Linked DNA regions of Rattus norvegicus: region 2 is linked to region 1. Evidence: chromatin contacts called from public Hi-C data. All regions are on one chromosome and are shown on one strand. Each heading gives the region's core, a stretch centred on a gene start, on an enhancer-like site or on the middle of the called end of the contact. The rest is flanking DNA. Distances are from core to core; before and after follow the strand shown. Region 1 has its middle 82 kb from the start of RGD1596092. Region 2 overlaps LOC102551899 (a long non-coding RNA gene).

Region 1 (7,761 bases), core at 2,626-5,125:
CAACAGTACATACGATCCCAGGTCTTCTTTATTAACTGATCTACCTGCCCCCCAGCCCTCCCGCAAAGAGGTCTTTTTGGGTATCATGCTCACAGTGTGAATTATATCCTTTACTCTGAAAGGGAGATGGCTTGAAAGAGGGGGAGGAAGCAGGGACCGTGTAAAATTTCCCTTCCAGTGATTGGCAGCCTTTCATTTCTCTCCTCACTTCAGGGCAGTTACTTTCCTACCTGAAATGCCCATGGGTTGCAATACCAAGGCACAGGGTGGAGGGCCAATCAAATGTTGCAAATTATAGGAGATTTCTGGATGCAGAAGCATCCGGTTAGCATGGTCTGACAGCTGTTCTGAATACCTTCCCTAGAGACTGCAGGGGAGGGAGAGGGAGAGGGAAGGAGGGAGCCGAGAGGGAGGAAAGGCCATTGCCCCAAATCAATTAGGAATAAACATAAGCTTCCTTCCAAATTAAAACAACCAGACATTAAGGGCAGTTTCCCTTCAGGTCACCCTCAGTTGCTCCTGATCTCCAACTGTTTGACATCCCCTTTCCCCTTTGTTTCTGTCTGGATCTCTCTCCTCCCTCCACCACGCCCCCTCCCCATCCTTCCGCTTTTCTTCTCCCTCCCTCACACCATGTTACCATTATTGTCAGTAGAACGAGCTGCATGCATGCCAAATCAGGTCATTCACAAATATAGAACAAACGTCTGTCACTACAGATTTACCACTATGACGAAGGCTTGGCCCTTCTGTCTGTAAAAATTGTGCCCATTAGTGCAGTGACATCCCAGTCCTAGAGCCTTTTAACCCTCTGTCTCAGCCTAGTGGAGGCCAGCGTTCTTCTGATAAACCTCGTTTGAGCATCTTTAATGGTTTCATTGCAGTGGTTCCATGTGTGGATGCAAGTCCACAGTCAGCCTGGTTTCGTACCCCCCTTTCGCCAATGGCCGACGTTCAAAGCCACTTTGTGGGGTTTACTGCTTAACTGTAAATACTTGTTCTGGGCTGAAATCTGCTGGGGGTTATTTATCTAATATCAGGTAACTGACAATGCTGAATTAAAGAGAAAGAGCTGGAGTCGAGACCCTCTCTCAGGAAAAAAAAATAGAACTAGCCAAACATTAAACTCTATTTACTCTGCCCAGAACTCTCTGTTGAACATTTTTACTTCACTGTGAATTTTTGCCACGAGTCTCTCTCCAACTACACATTCAAATGCACTCGATGGAAAACAGGGGAGAGAAGAGGTGGGGAGGGAAATGATTGAGAGGAAGAAAAAGTCAGCCTGAGAGGAGACATTGCTGCCTGTTTATCTGGTCCTCTTCTTGAATAGTTTAGTTCATTTCAAAAGTACGAACGCCAAAGAGCATAGAATGTCCCCGATTGGAGTCTTTTTCTGGCCTTATTAACTGTCACTGCAGAAGTCTACATAAAAATCCCCAAACAAAAAAGTGTAACCTAAGAATCTATGTAACTAGGGTCTATTTTAGTGGATAGGCTGGGTCTGCTTTCATAGCTAATAATTTTTTATTATTATTTGCGAGAGGGGGCAGAAGGAACTACCAATGTTGCAATGAGAAAATCAGACGCGCTATAATTGCTTCAAATAACAGAATCACCCCGGCGATCCTGCTTATAAATGCTGTTGCCAGCTAATTAGGACCTGGGAGTTATCTCCATGTCCGAGTTGTTATTTTGTTCTTTACTTTGATCACTACTTGGCTGCTTCAACCATCATGCCCAGGTTGTGATTACCACGTGATGCCGGGGCGTGGCCTATGCGATCCAGGTTGAGAGTCTCGCAAACACTGAATCAGGCAACCCATTAGCACTTACTTTCATGCACGTTTGCTCGCATGCTGATGACCTGGAAACGGGGGGGGGGGGGGGGGGGGGGCTTACACTCCATATTTTCCCTTGTTTCTCCTGGCTGGTGTCTTCTGTGGTAGGAACACCACAAAACAACACCTACTTCTTCAGCCTGGAAGGGTGAGAGGAACAGATGGGTACAAACTCTGCTCCGAGGGGCCAACAGAGCGCGTGATGGAGACGGAAAGAAACTACCTGGCATCGTACCTGGGCACTGCCAACCATATTGGCAGCCAGGCTGACTAGAGAACAGGGAAACTCAGGCTCAGGGGAGAAGGGGGTCTAACAATGCCAAAGAGAGCAGTTCCCTCAGGGAAGTATATTTGAGGGAACTGGCCCCTGCATCGAAGGATTTAAAATCTCAAATGCTGAGCCAGCATGATAGAACACCCTTGTTAGCCCAGCATTTGAGAAATGAAAAGTCGTGAGTTCAAAGACAGCCTGAGCTACAGATGCCTGGGAGGAGGGAGCTCAGTCTTGTTTCTTAGGAACTGTGAGAGTTTGAACAATGTAGAAAATTATAAACCTACCTTCTGGGTTCTCAAAGACCAGGAGAGAAAGAATTCCCGCCACCTTGTTGCATTAGTCGAGGGGACATACCACATTTAATTTACATATGGTCTTTTCTTTTTCCTTTTTTCAGTGTGGCTCTTAACTACACGATGATAGCTTTACCTCCTGCTCATGAAAAAAGAAGCAGAGGTGAATTCCAATCGTGGAAATATATGACTCTGTGGGCTCCATAGAAAAACTGTGTTGTGCCCAGTGCCTGGCAAGCGAAGATGGGGACTGTAAATTTGAGGCAGCCAAGGGTTTGACATCTTTTTTTTTTTTTTCCAGAGCTGAGGACCGAACCCAGGGCCTTGAGCTTGCTAGGCAAGCGCTCTACCACTGAGCTAAATCCCCAACCCCAGGGCTTGACATCTTAATACAAATGAACAAACAATAACAAAGAAGGTGGTCAGACACACAAGGCACACAGACCGTTCTTTGTAGGTGACATAAGCGATGTTTTGTGGAGGAAGGGTACACTTTGGTGCCCTGGGGTCTCCACCTGACAACTATGGATTTGAGGCAATCTGTTGTTCTTGGTCAACTTACAGGAAGGAAGCCAGCTCTCTCCACCCTGTTTCCATGCTGTAGATGCCTTTTTTTCTTGCCAGAGAACTTTCCTCACGTCAACAGCAGGACAGTAGAGGTGATGTGACAGTAGCCTTACTGAATGACAGTCTGGTATACTAAACTGCTGGTGGCAGTTTTCACCCTGAACAAACTGTGTGGAGTTTAGGGCTTCTGGGTTTCAGGGGGACACGACAGCCCCATCGAGAAGTGGTATCCCAGCTTGGAGACTTCCTAAGCATAGAAGAGGTCTCGCTTTGTCTTAGGAATAAGGCGTGCCAACTTGAGAATGTGTTCCTCTTCGGGTAAAGCCTTCAGTCCCGATGTGGGATTTCTGACTCTAAAGACTAATTCCAGGAACTTCCCAATGTCCTGTCCCTTAATATGGATGACACAGGGACACAGAAACTAATGCTAAGAACACGCTTTTCCTCTTTACAGATTCTCATCTCTTCTTCTAATCCAATGGTTGTGAGGTTGTAAGAGGAAAAAAAATCTATTTGTCATTTTCTGTTGTGCGGAATTATGGAGAGAAAACAATCTAAGTAGAGAAGGCCATTTGAAGAAAGTGACAGACAAGGGGGAGGGGGAGGGGAGAGGTTCCAGGGCACAGCATCACTGGGTCAGTGAGGAAGGAAGCCTGCAGGAAAACCTTTACTTACGAACTAAATTTAGAATAAGGTCCCCATTGTTTGTCTTGAAGTGGCCAGGGTTCATGAGGTCTTGCTTTGACCCCCAGGGGCCTTGTTCCTCTATTCTAGGCCAGCTCTGAGTAGGAGGAAGTCATATATCTCCTAAGAATATTTCTGTCTTGTGCTTAAGTCAGTCACATTAAGAGAGGGAAATGAGATCATGTGAACTTTCCCTGGACAACTTGATGGGAGTGTCCTGGCTGACACAAAGGATTCCTTGTGAAGCATGCCTGTGTCTGGGAGAGTCAAGTTCACTCTACGGGTTGTCCTACACATCACCAACCCTAGGGAAGGGCAAAGAACATCCTAGAACAGCAACTCCGGAACAGATGTGGCTGCACATGCAGGTGGCCAAAGTACATGGTGGAAAGGTCCCAAATTAAACAGCAAGCGAAGCTACGTAGAGAATCGTTCAGTGACTGAGTCAAGTCTGGTGCTGGCTTCCCTGTTATTTTAATTCTCACATAAGGAATGATTGCTGGGTGGTTGGGAGGCTAATGTGTCTGACTGGCTAGAAGGTTCACTGGGCATCAGCACTTATTGCTAAGCCTGAGTTTAATTTTTGTGTGTGTGTGTGACTTGCATGATGGAAACAGAGAACTAACTCCTGCAAGCTATCTTCTGACTTCCCCATAAACACTCTGTACTCATGTATACCCCCTCATCCCCAAATAGTTGTTTTAAACCTTGAAAGTATAAGAAATATGAATTGGTGTCAAAGAAGGAGGAGGCTAATTTTTTTTTCTTCCTCTGAACTTCAGAGACAGTTTTAACATCTTTCATTGGTGACAATCCCTTTCTCTGTGGCCAGGCAGCATGACAATGATCTAGACCAAAAATGAGAGGGAATGTTCTTACAGAAAAAAAAAAAAAAAAAAAAACATGACCACAAACCATCTAAGTCCTTCCTTCAGAGAGCCACCAGCTTGGGTTTCCTGTACAATGGCTGGTGCCAGGACACTGTACTACTGCAAATTGTGAATAAAAACTTGGCAAAAGGCATCAAAACTCCCCTAAAACTAGTCAAATGAAAGGGGGTAGGGGCGGCGACTGTCTGTCTTAACAGAAATGTTTCCACAAATTGGAGTTTAAGAAGGAAAACACTTGCTCTGACACAGGTACCTATATAATTTTTACTTTCTCGATTTGAAAATAAGGATTCCAAATGACCCAAGAAAGAAGGGCTGTTGAGCTCTTGAGAGGATGCAGAATCCTTCTACAAGGACCTGGGTTGACAATAGCAGTAAGTAGGTTGCACTTAGACAAAATGGAACAAAGCCAGAAACAAAGCCAGACTGTGAAAAGGTCAGAATACCATAGAGTGTCTATCTAAACTCTACATTGGCTTGGAAGACAGCAGACATTAAAACAAACAACAAGACCCCCAACAGTATAAGTATGGCTGGCTAACTGATCAAGAGACAGAAGTAAGCACCCGACCACACACAGAATAGACTCCAGTCACATGTGACAGCCATTGTAGGATGCCCCCCCTCCCCGTGTGGTGTCCACTCTGTGACAGTCACTGTGAGAGGGGCACACTGTGAATAACAAGTTCAAGGACAGACTTCCTGAGTTAGATATCCAGGATACAGACAAGTCTGGTGGCTTGTATGACATTTACATAACTAGACTATACCCCAAGTCAACGCTGGGAACTTGTTTTCAGTCTTCTCGGAATTCCCCAGCCTCTGTTTTGTGCCCTAGAATTACCCTGTTCCTCCCAACACAATGGCGGCCCTGCAGAAAGGTGTTTTGTAGTTACAGTAGGCTTTACTGTTTTGCTTTGTTTTGTTAGCAAACGACTCATTGGCACAGTTGAGTTGTCTCTCCTTCCTGCATACTCTACAATACTCAGCACCGAGAACAAACCATCTCGGTAAGACATTTCACACGCCTCTGTGCATAAAGAATAAATGGACTTGTGTGAGCCATTAGTGACTGGGACCTTGGGCCTGGCTACTCGCAACCTGGAAGGCCTGAATTCCTGAAATTCATGTGTGGAACAGCTGAGCATACGGAAGGTACCATGAATGTTGGGAGGATGTTGCGCCTATCTACGCTCATGAGAATTAGTTACTAAGATACGTGTAAGCCACACGAGTGGAGAGAGATGCTTGGGAGACCTGTCTAAGGCTTCCAGCTTCTGTTGCTCGCCATGGGAGTGCCTTAGCTGGAGGTACTCGCTCTACACTTTGGTTTTGGAGTCAAATTTTGATGCTCGCACTAGTAGATCCCATGAGCCAAGTAATCCCTTGGACTGGTTTCTTTTCTTGTTTCTGTGACAAAATAAGTAACACAAGCCATCTAAAGGAGGAGAAATTTGTTTGGGTTCAGGGTTTCACAGTCCATCACAGGAGGGAAGATTTCTCAGGATGGATCCACTGTGGCAGAGGCTGTGACATGGTTCTTCACGGGGTAGATGGAGCAGAAAGCAGACAGCAGGAGTAGATGCAAGGCCAGGCCGTGACACTCAAGCTTGTTCCCACTGAGCCATCTCCATCAGCCAGGACCATCCCAAAGCTACCACAACCTCTTGAAAGACCATCAGCAGCTGAGGACCAGGAGTTTAAACTTACCAGCCTATGGAGGACATTTTAGGTTTATATCATCTTATAACCCATTACCTGATTTTATGTGGCTTGTCAGAATAATTTATTTTTAATGGTTGGGGGGTAAACAAAGCCTGTAACTTGTGACACATACATGTTTTCTACAATTTATATTTCTATTTTAATGTCCACAAGTAACATTGTGTCAGAGCGCTGTCACAACATACTGGGTGTGACCTGTGGCTGTCTTTGAGTCGTATTGACAGACTCAGGCAGTCACAACATAAACCACGAGGCCTGCCAGGCAAGGAAAATATTTGCTATTAGCCCTTTAGATAAAAAGTTTTCTAACTCCTAAAAAAGTCCTACTTTATTTTCGAATTCATCCTGGGTCCCCAAGTCAATGTGCATGGATTCTCTTAAACAGAAAATTGTAATACAGCCTGTTGGAAAAGGAGCCATCAGTTCTAATAAAATAGAATATAGACTCAACTATTATTCCAATCAGAAAAAAAATGCCAAAGTATTTGGAGGATAAAGTTTATTAGACTGAACCCTGACATGGGTCAAGTGATATAAACAAGATCTAATCATCCTGTTCATCAGAGAAATGCAAGTTAAAACTGTAATTGGGGCAGACAAGATAGTTCAGCAGGGAAGAGTACTTGTCAACAAACTGGACCCGAGGTTAATCCCTCCCTGGTCCCAACGTGGTAGAAGGAAAGAATCAACTCCTGCACAATCATTACCCCCCAACCATTAAAAATAAATTATTCTGACAGGCCACATAAAATCAGGTAATGGGTTATAAGATGATATAAACCTAAAATGTCCTCCATAGGCTGGTAAGTTTAAACTCCTGGTCCTCAGCTGCTGATGGTCTTTCAAGAGGTTGTGGTAGCTTTGGGATGGTCCTGGCTCATGGAGAATCAACTCCTTAGTCTGACCTCTACATACGAACAATGCCACACATTGCTGTTCCCACCCCAACGCAGAATAAATAAATATAATTAAGGAGATAAAAAAATAAAACTACAGCAGTTTCACACTTTCGAGTTTTCAGAAAAATTTAGAAGTCTGATAATACAAAGTATTGTGAGATGTTTTGACAACACAGATGAGCAAAACCCCTTCAGAGAACAAGACAGAAACTCATAATAAAACAGCAGATGGCTGGATGAGAAAGCCAGGATTCCACTCCTGGCTTGTGGTCTGTGGTAAACATGGTGGTTTGAAAGAAAATGGCCAGATAGCCCAGCTCATATATTTAAATACTTGGTCTCCATTTGGTGCAACTATTGGGAAAAAAAATTGGAGGTTTACCTTGTTGGAAGACATATGTCACTGGGCTTTGAGGTTTCAAAAGATGTGGCTGATTCTAGTCACTGGGCAGAAGTGACTCATACCATGGGACATATATACAGGTGATGGGAAGCCTTTCTGAGTCGTAGCTAAAGTTACACTGGGATCTAGGAGCTATTTCAAACAATGGTTTTGCCTAGCAACGCTTACTACTGTCCTACAAATTC
Region 2 (7,761 bases), core at 3,268-5,767, 180 kb before region 1:
GAAACAAGTGAACTTTAGGTTAAGTCATGGGTCCTATCCCTGAGCTATCTAGCTACGTACATGCATGTGCTCCAGAATCTGAACTAGAAAATACTTCTGGTCTCAAGCACTCCAAATAAGAGAAACCCTGAATAGGTACAAGGGGGTTGGGGGGAAGAGTTAGGTTTTCTCTCCTCTCCCAGGCAGTTCAGTATTGTGAAACGGTGTCACACACCTTGCAATGTGGAGGAAGAATCGATTCAAAGTTAGAGTTGCCTCTTCGTTCCTGGATGACCTTGGACCCAGCTCCGTCATGTGGCAATGAGGAAACAATACTGCAATACAACCGGGGAACCCAGGACTGTTTTAAGGGCAGACTGATGAGGATTGCACAGTGTCTGCCTTGGTCAGTATCAGCTATTGCTATAGTTAATCTTTGAGGGCCGAGATCTCACCTACTTAGACGTTTACCAGAGCCTGAGAGATGGGATGTCTTGTTTCATTGCCACAGAGCTGTTGATGACGATCCTTTAGGTCAGCTCTTCCGCAAGCTCAACTGAACACTTTTCTCTGCCATGTTCAGTTTTATTCTCCCCAGCACTGGTTTTTGACAGAGACTCTTTCTGCATAGCTAGAGTTGGCCTCTAACTTGTGATCCTTCTGCTTCGGCTTCCAAAGTGCTGGGATTACAGAGGCGGGCCACCACGCTCGGCTTTGCGTCCTGTTTAGAAGAAAACATGCCACGTACAGGTCTAGAAAATTAAACAGAAGGAAACGATGTCTATTGTCTGCAGGGCTTCGGGCAGAGCCTTGTTTCATATTCGGTGCTCACGACTTCTGGAGAGTAGGCCCCGCTGCTCAACGGCAGACTGTGTGATGTGCTTTATCAATCATCACTGGATAACGGATGGCTGCCAACGTTAGACGGGATGGTTGAATAGAAGTTAACGTTTTGTATAATGGGTTGTTTTTCTTCGAATGGTTTTTCCTTCAAAAGTTGCAGACAGCGGTTCTCAACAGCTAATACCTTCATCTTTATTTTTAAGTGCTTTCCGATTTCAGAGTTAGGAGATTAAACACCTAAAAGCCAGCATGGTAAAAGCTGGGTCTCTGTCACTTGTATGGTGGACATTGACCTAGACGAGGCTTTACAGATAGCCTTCCGGAGGTCATCAAGAAAGGCAGGTCCCATGTATCCATTGGATAATGAATTGTTTCCCGCTTGGAATAAAACCTCTTGTGCTTGCCCTTTTAAATGCAGCCTCACTCATTACTCAGTCCAAAGTTTACTTCCAAGTCCTACCTTAGCAGACAGGTGCCGAGCCTGTAAAGTTTATTGCAGTCAACCTGTCCCTGTTCCAGAAGCAACTGGTCACAGCCATTTCCAACACAAAGCTTGCAGGTAACCCTTCCGTTTCTTTATAGTCTGTTTCCAGATACTCAGTGACCCATAAAGTTAACTTATAACCAAGCCATTGCCACGAGCAAAGCAAGCTCTTATGTCTGGCCCTAAAATTGCTTTTCCCTAGAACTTTCATGTTTAGAGACAATGACTACCCCTCTCCTCCCCCTCATCCTCTCTCTCTCCCTCCCTCCTCTCTGTCCCTCTGTCCCTCTCTCTCTATTTGCGTCTGTCTGTCTGTCTGTCTGTCTGTCTGTCTGTCTGTCTGTCTTTTTTGGTCTAACCCTAGTCCTTAACCCAGGGTTAAGGAACCCTGTTTCTTTTAAGCATTCTCCTAACTCAGGAGTATTGGATTTCTTAATTTGCCTTCATGAGTGTGCACCAAAAGCCCACACACACACTGAATGTCCCGTAGAACAGGAGGTGGGGGACCTGCTCACTGAGCCGAGGTCAAAGACTGCTGTGGACTCAAAGCACCTGTGCAAACACAACAATGGATCAGTTACTGTTTACAGTCTGATGTCCTTTGCTTGCTTCCCCCGTACACCAAATAGGGTGGGTACATGTATTAGAGGGGTGATCAAGGGACTCAGCCCAGAGGCAGGGTAGAAGATGAACCTCATTAGGATTCTTGAACAGCGGATCTCAACCTTTCTATTGCTGTGACCTCCCCATAGGATTATTTCACTGCTCCTTCATAACTGTAATTTTGCTACTGCTACACATCGTAACATAAATATCTGTTTTCTGATGGCCTTCGGTGATCCATGTGAAAGAGTTGGTCTATCCCCAAAGGATTCAAGACTCATAGGTTCAGAACCGCTGGTCTTGAATCTAGGAAAGATCTTGTGAATGCCCGGGATTACTAAGTTATTCAACCTCCTTGTTTTCTAGACTTGAGTAAGCTGATGAGTTCTCCTAATTTGATCAAAGTTACAAGACTAGTGAAGGGCATCTGCTGTGGGGCTTTCCTCACGACAGCCAAGTTTGTTCCACCAAGATCTAATTTTATCCTCAGGCACAGCCATTAACTCTGTGCCGGGTCAGGGAGTAGGGGAACCTGTTTGTTGCTTCCGTAAATCTGGCAAGACTGTGTCCTGTAACCTAGTGATATGCGAAGAAAGAAACCAGGGGCTCAACCCCCATCACAAAAACATCCAGACCCAGAAAATCTTCGCTTCTAGGGTTTTAGAGATGGGAGCTCCCATGAAGCAGTCCTTTAGCGTGGGAAATTTAAATTGTGTTTGCAGTAATCTTGGGATTCCACACAGATTCCTCGGGGTCCTACGAGTGAACATTAGAGCTGAAGAAAGCGAAGTTCAGACTGGCAGAACGTGCTGCAGGTTGGGGATTTTTGTCAAATGCTAGAGCTAAGGTTGGAGCCAGGTGGGGCCTTTTGTTCTTTGTGATCCCTGGCCTCTGACTCTCAGGGTGTTTGTAATTGTTAAATATGGGGACAGTTGTTCCCTGATCAAAGGAGGCCCAAGAAGACCTGAAGACAGCAGGGAGTTGGAGGAAGCAGGGTAGGAGAGGAGGTTTAGGGCTTGGCTGTGGCAGCAGGGTGATCCCTCCTCACTTATGTCAGGAATCTGCCTCACTTTGCCAGTTTCTCTCTTGCTGCAATGGTATCCTCTAGTACCCATGTGGCTATGTGGTGTCTGCTGCCTAGAACTCAATACATATTCATGGACTCAAAGTGCATACCAGCCAGGATCTTCGGAGTACTGTACTTAAAAAATAAATCAGATTTGCAGAAATATAATTACTGGACAGGACTTAGTGGGTCTACAAGGCCTGTTGTATCAAGTAATGGATAAACTCAGGGGTTAACATACACATAGGAGAGTTCTCAAGGTTAGCTACCTCCCCCCTTCTTGTGCAGTGTGTGTGTGTGTGTGTGTGTGTGTGTGTGTGCGCGCGTGCGTGTCTTATGTCTCCTTCCAGTTGACCAAGTTCCCTCTCTCATAGGCACAAGCTTGACATGCTGTGTTGGGAAAGAGTGAGGTCTCCACGTTGATGAAAGGCAGGGCTACTCTCAAGGAAGAGTCTTGGAAGAGCCCCTAAACTGCTTCCTGCTCTTGACAGGTAGGTCATTTCCACCACCCTCAGGGGCAATCTAACCCTGAATGAAGATAAAATTCACGACTAGAAAGTCACCCCTCCAGTCGAGTAGGATGGCTGGATCCTGGAGGCTGGGCCATTTTTGCCTATGTAAGAGCATCCGACAACAGTGTGACAGCTTCTAGTCCTTCAAAATGCCCTCAGGTACAGGAATGGGTTAGACGTTCTCAGGGGGGCAATCCTGGATTTGTTACAGAGAGGTCAATATGCAAGGGGAACCATGATCAGAAGGGAGAGAGGGAGAGAGGCCATTCACAAGAAACAATGTGCTTGGCCCTGAAAACCAGGAGAACCCCTTGGAGACTGAGCTTGTTAGAGGCCATTCTGATTCCCTCCATCCGACATTGTGTAGTGTGGTCAGCTCAGCGTTCAAGGGTGGGCTGGTTTATGTCAACACGGTGGGATTACCACAAAAGTCATTCTTTGTACTGGGGAAAATGAAAACCAACTAAGTTAACATTTTTCCCCCTGTGACCCAATTCCTGGCTTTCTCTGCTTTGTCCTCCTCTGACCAGTCCTTTAGGCTCTGTGAGGTGTTGATGCTCATTTGTAGCAATAAGTTTTATGGCATTGAGCCACTGACTAGGGGTATCTTTATTCTGTTTTAACCCACTAAGAATCTAGGGGACAGACTGGTTGCTAAGGCTTTGGTAAAGCAACAAGTGACTGACACAGGAGGACAAGGACACGTCCCTTCTGCCATCTCCTCATTCACTCGCTGTCCCCCAGGGGGTTTCTACTAAAGATCTGGTTCCCCAGCTCCAAAGCAAGGTCGGAACTCCAACCACCATCCCCAGCCACTCCCCCAGCCAGCTTGCTCTGCGCAGGCAGAGCCTTCCACGCCTTCCCGGAGTCTCCAAGCGCACGCGCCACTTGACTAGCGCTGTCATTGGCTGCTGCCTGTTGCTAACCCACGTGACCGGCTCCGGCACGCTCCGCCCCTGCTCCTGCTAGCCTAGTGCGTTCCTGCGGACGTGCGCTGCTGCCTAGCCTCTGCTGGATGCTGCTAACTGTCGTCCGCGATGCAGCCGCCGGCCACAAGGTGGCAGTGCCGTGCTGCGTGTCTACACGCCCCTGGCTGCGCAAGACCAGCCTGGCAAAAGTTTTCCAGTCTTCCAGCAGATGCGCCCAGGCCTTGAGTCCTCCGGGGCGAGACGGAGGCAGGGGGTGGGGGAAACGCCGATGTCCCGGGATGATTTGCAAGGCATGCATTTGTTGTCACGAGCTCGGAGAAACAGTTTCGGGGACCTGTCACAGATGCAAAGTCTGTTGATATTTCCAGGAGTGTTTGGTTTGGTTTTGGCTTTAGGGACCGTACACCAAGCATCGATTCTAGAGGAGGCGAACAGCACTGACAGCTATTCTTTGTCTCTCGTCTGGGCTTTGCACGGAGCTCGACGTCGTTTCCATGGGTGAGAAATACCACTGCCACTACCTTGATAGCGTTCCTGCCTCCATGGTTCCTGACCTGCCTAGAAAGGGAGGACCCTGGAGACTCTTGTTCTACAGCTGTCCTCAGGATACCCTTAATTCCCAGGCGCAGGGATAAGCTTGTCTGACCCCATTTGACCCCGCCGCAGGCGCCAGGCGTCCTCATTTATTGTGAGGCCTAAGAGTCCTCAAGGCTGCCTGCCTACTCCCCCGTCCCCGCCCCCCCCCCCCCCCCCCCGCCAACCACCACCCACCACTCTCCTTGTCCTGTGGGGGAGTCATATGCCTCCTTCCTGTTGTCTAAGCTTCCCTCTTCCATAGGCACAAGCCTGCCCCTCTGCGTTTTTTACTTTAAAACGGGTGTTCTGAGGATTGTCTCTAGTTCAGGTGATGTGAGAGAACTAGGTCTGAGGGAGGTAGACGGCAACATTAGTGGGGATCGGTGCTGCATTGCTAAATGTGGCGCAGGGAAGGGAAACACATCTGGGATTCCACGGGGCAGCAGCAGATCTGTCACTTGGGCAGAGCCTTTGAGCGCTCTCAGGTAATTTCCAGATATCTATTGTTTGCTTTAACCTGACATTCATTTGCATCTGACTGAGTCTGGAATTTTTGCTGGGACCCTGACTGGGCAGGCTATTTCTATTCCCTCCTGCCTATGCTCCCAGGAGAGGTGGAGACTGTCTTGGGTTTGGCTTGGAGGATGTCGATATGCCTCATTTTCAAACTAAAGATCTAGAAGAGACCAGCAAGAAACAGCACAGAGTCTACGTAGGTGGATACCAGAGAATCGCCTGGAGAGATTTACAGGTGTGTTCTGGACTTTGGGAACCGTGGACACACAGAACCAGCTACCTGTTTCGGTGAGAGAAGTTGGAGATGGGACTGGGGAGGAGTTGGGAGGGGAGGGGTGGGAGGGTTGCTAAACAGCCTTTGTTTCTAAGAGTCAGCAAAACGCAGGTATGCTAACTTCCCCCGGGAGCAGGTGAGTACCACACACCAGGACCCCTTCACCAGAAGGGAGATCTCCAGCAATGGGAAGAGAATTGAAAACCCCACAAGATTACTCCCCCAGGAGTGAGAGCCAGCATGAATGTGTTGCCACAGATATACCAACATTCAGGAAGAGTTGAACCTATAGGCCTACTGTGGTCTGAATGCTCTCCCATTCCCTAATGTATGTTGGAACCCAATACATAATGAGATCATATTAGGAGGTGGGGCCGATGGAGAAGTGATTCAGTCATGATTACAGGACAAGTGCCCTTATAAAGGAGGTAATTAGAAAGTGTCGTTCTTGGCCCCTTCAGTCATGTGAGGAACACCCACATTTCATCACCTATTCCAGCAAGGAGTGGACGCTCACCAGACACCAAATCTGCCAGCACCTTGGTCTTCAAATTCCCACCCTCCAGAACAGTGAATGAACAATGCATTCTTTGCTCTTTAAGTTTCCCCGTCTAAGATGTTTTGTTACAGAAGCCACATAGACTGTGACAGAAGCCTGAGTCAGAGACCAGTGATTGGCAAAGCAGAGGAGAGAGAAGCTGAAGCAAAGATACGGCAACCAGGAGATCACACACCGGAGCCTACCTCCTCCAGGAAGGCCAAGAAGTCAATGGAATGGCCACATCTCAGTTTGTTTGGACTGCACCTTGTAAGAGCTAAAACACACAGATCCTGGGATGGATCAGGAAGCCGGTGCTTCAGTGAGATTTTGTTCAGCTGCGGCATGGGGACAGTAAACACTGACATTATGGTCCTACATGCGTTATCATACATTACGTTAGTGTCCTACGTACGCCATTAGCCTGCTTACTCCTCCCAAAGCCCTTGAGAGATCAGCCTACTTATATCCACTTCAGAGTCAGGGAAGCTAAATTCTGGGGACTCAAGAAACTTGACTGTGTTTACAGCTAGTGAGTGGCAAAGCTGATATTTGAATCCATGTTTCATGTTTCAGAGTCTTCTTGTGAAGCTACAGTTTTTGTCCATGGTGAGTCTTATTCTATTCCTGACCAAACCTGGCCCAACTTCCAGGCCCTAGTCTAGCCCACCAGCCATACAGTTTCCTGGCTGCGGCCTCCCCTGCTTCACTGTGTTTGAGGGGCTGAGTTGCTATACCACCCTAGGCAGTGGGGTGAGGGGGCTCTTCTGATGAACCCCCTACACATCTGTTACCTCCTTCAGTGTGGGTAGTGGCTCTGTGGAAGGTGGACAGGGTCTTTGGAACCTCCCCATGTGATCTGAAGTCTAGTGCAAACTCCAGGCAGTAAATTAAGAGGAACCATTTTTTGGTCAAAGGAAACAGGGAACACTCCAAACCAGACCAGATTGACTTTCTTCTGTGGTTGAAAAACATGGATCTAGATGTAATTACAACTGGAAAAGTCCTGCTGGAAGATGTGCCAAGGTGGTCTCACTGGATGACCACATGTTCCAAAGGGATCAAAACTCACTTGGAAGTGTATGTTCCAATACACTTGGAGAGAGAGAGAGAGAGAGAGAGAGAGAGAGAGAGAGAGAGACAGACAGACAGAGAGACAGAGAGAGACAGAGACAGAGAGAGGGAGAATGAATATATCTTTTACTATTTTGTATTTATATATTTATTCCCTTTTGCACTAAGTATGTAATTTGGTGCCTTACATAAACCACGGAATAATTAGGCTTTCTTCAGGATGTGAGGAAATTTCTTACATCAGAGGAACCTACTATCCAAGCTAAGGTAAGAATGAAGTCCCAGCCACAGGGGCGATGGAAGGGGGACAATGAAGATAAGGTTCATCTCCAGGGATGATGGATGGGAGACACAGCGACACATGCAG

What was found. Hi-C and Micro-C count contacts between places; a contact is called where the count stands out from the background.
Region 2: a Hi-C map of psoas muscle shows a contact between it and region 1, with 4 times the contacts expected there. The contact joins two enhancer-like sites. A contact is called at or near these places in 3 of 12 Hi-C or Micro-C datasets (Schwann cells, kidney and psoas muscle).

The regions. Positions count from the first base shown.
Region 1 is chr17:20,847,550-20,855,310 of GRCr8, reverse strand. No RefSeq gene overlaps it. Among named protein-coding and RNA genes, the nearest start is that of RGD1596092, 82 kb to the right of the region's middle. Within about 2 kb of position 3,875, at least 19 of the 93 cell types and tissues checked have an H3K27ac peak or open chromatin away from gene starts, as enhancers often do. A contact at or near this core is called in kidney, where this site is marked.
Region 2 is chr17:21,031,662-21,039,422 of GRCr8, reverse strand. It overlaps LOC102551899 (a long non-coding RNA gene), which reads left to right. Exons shown (of 4, transcript XR_010059143.1): 2 at 3,350-3,466; 3 at 4,812-5,796. Among named protein-coding and RNA genes, the nearest start is that of Cd83, 77 kb to the left of the region's middle. Within about 2 kb of position 4,517, at least 52 of the 93 cell types and tissues checked have an H3K27ac peak or open chromatin away from gene starts, as enhancers often do. A contact at or near this core is called in kidney, where this site is marked.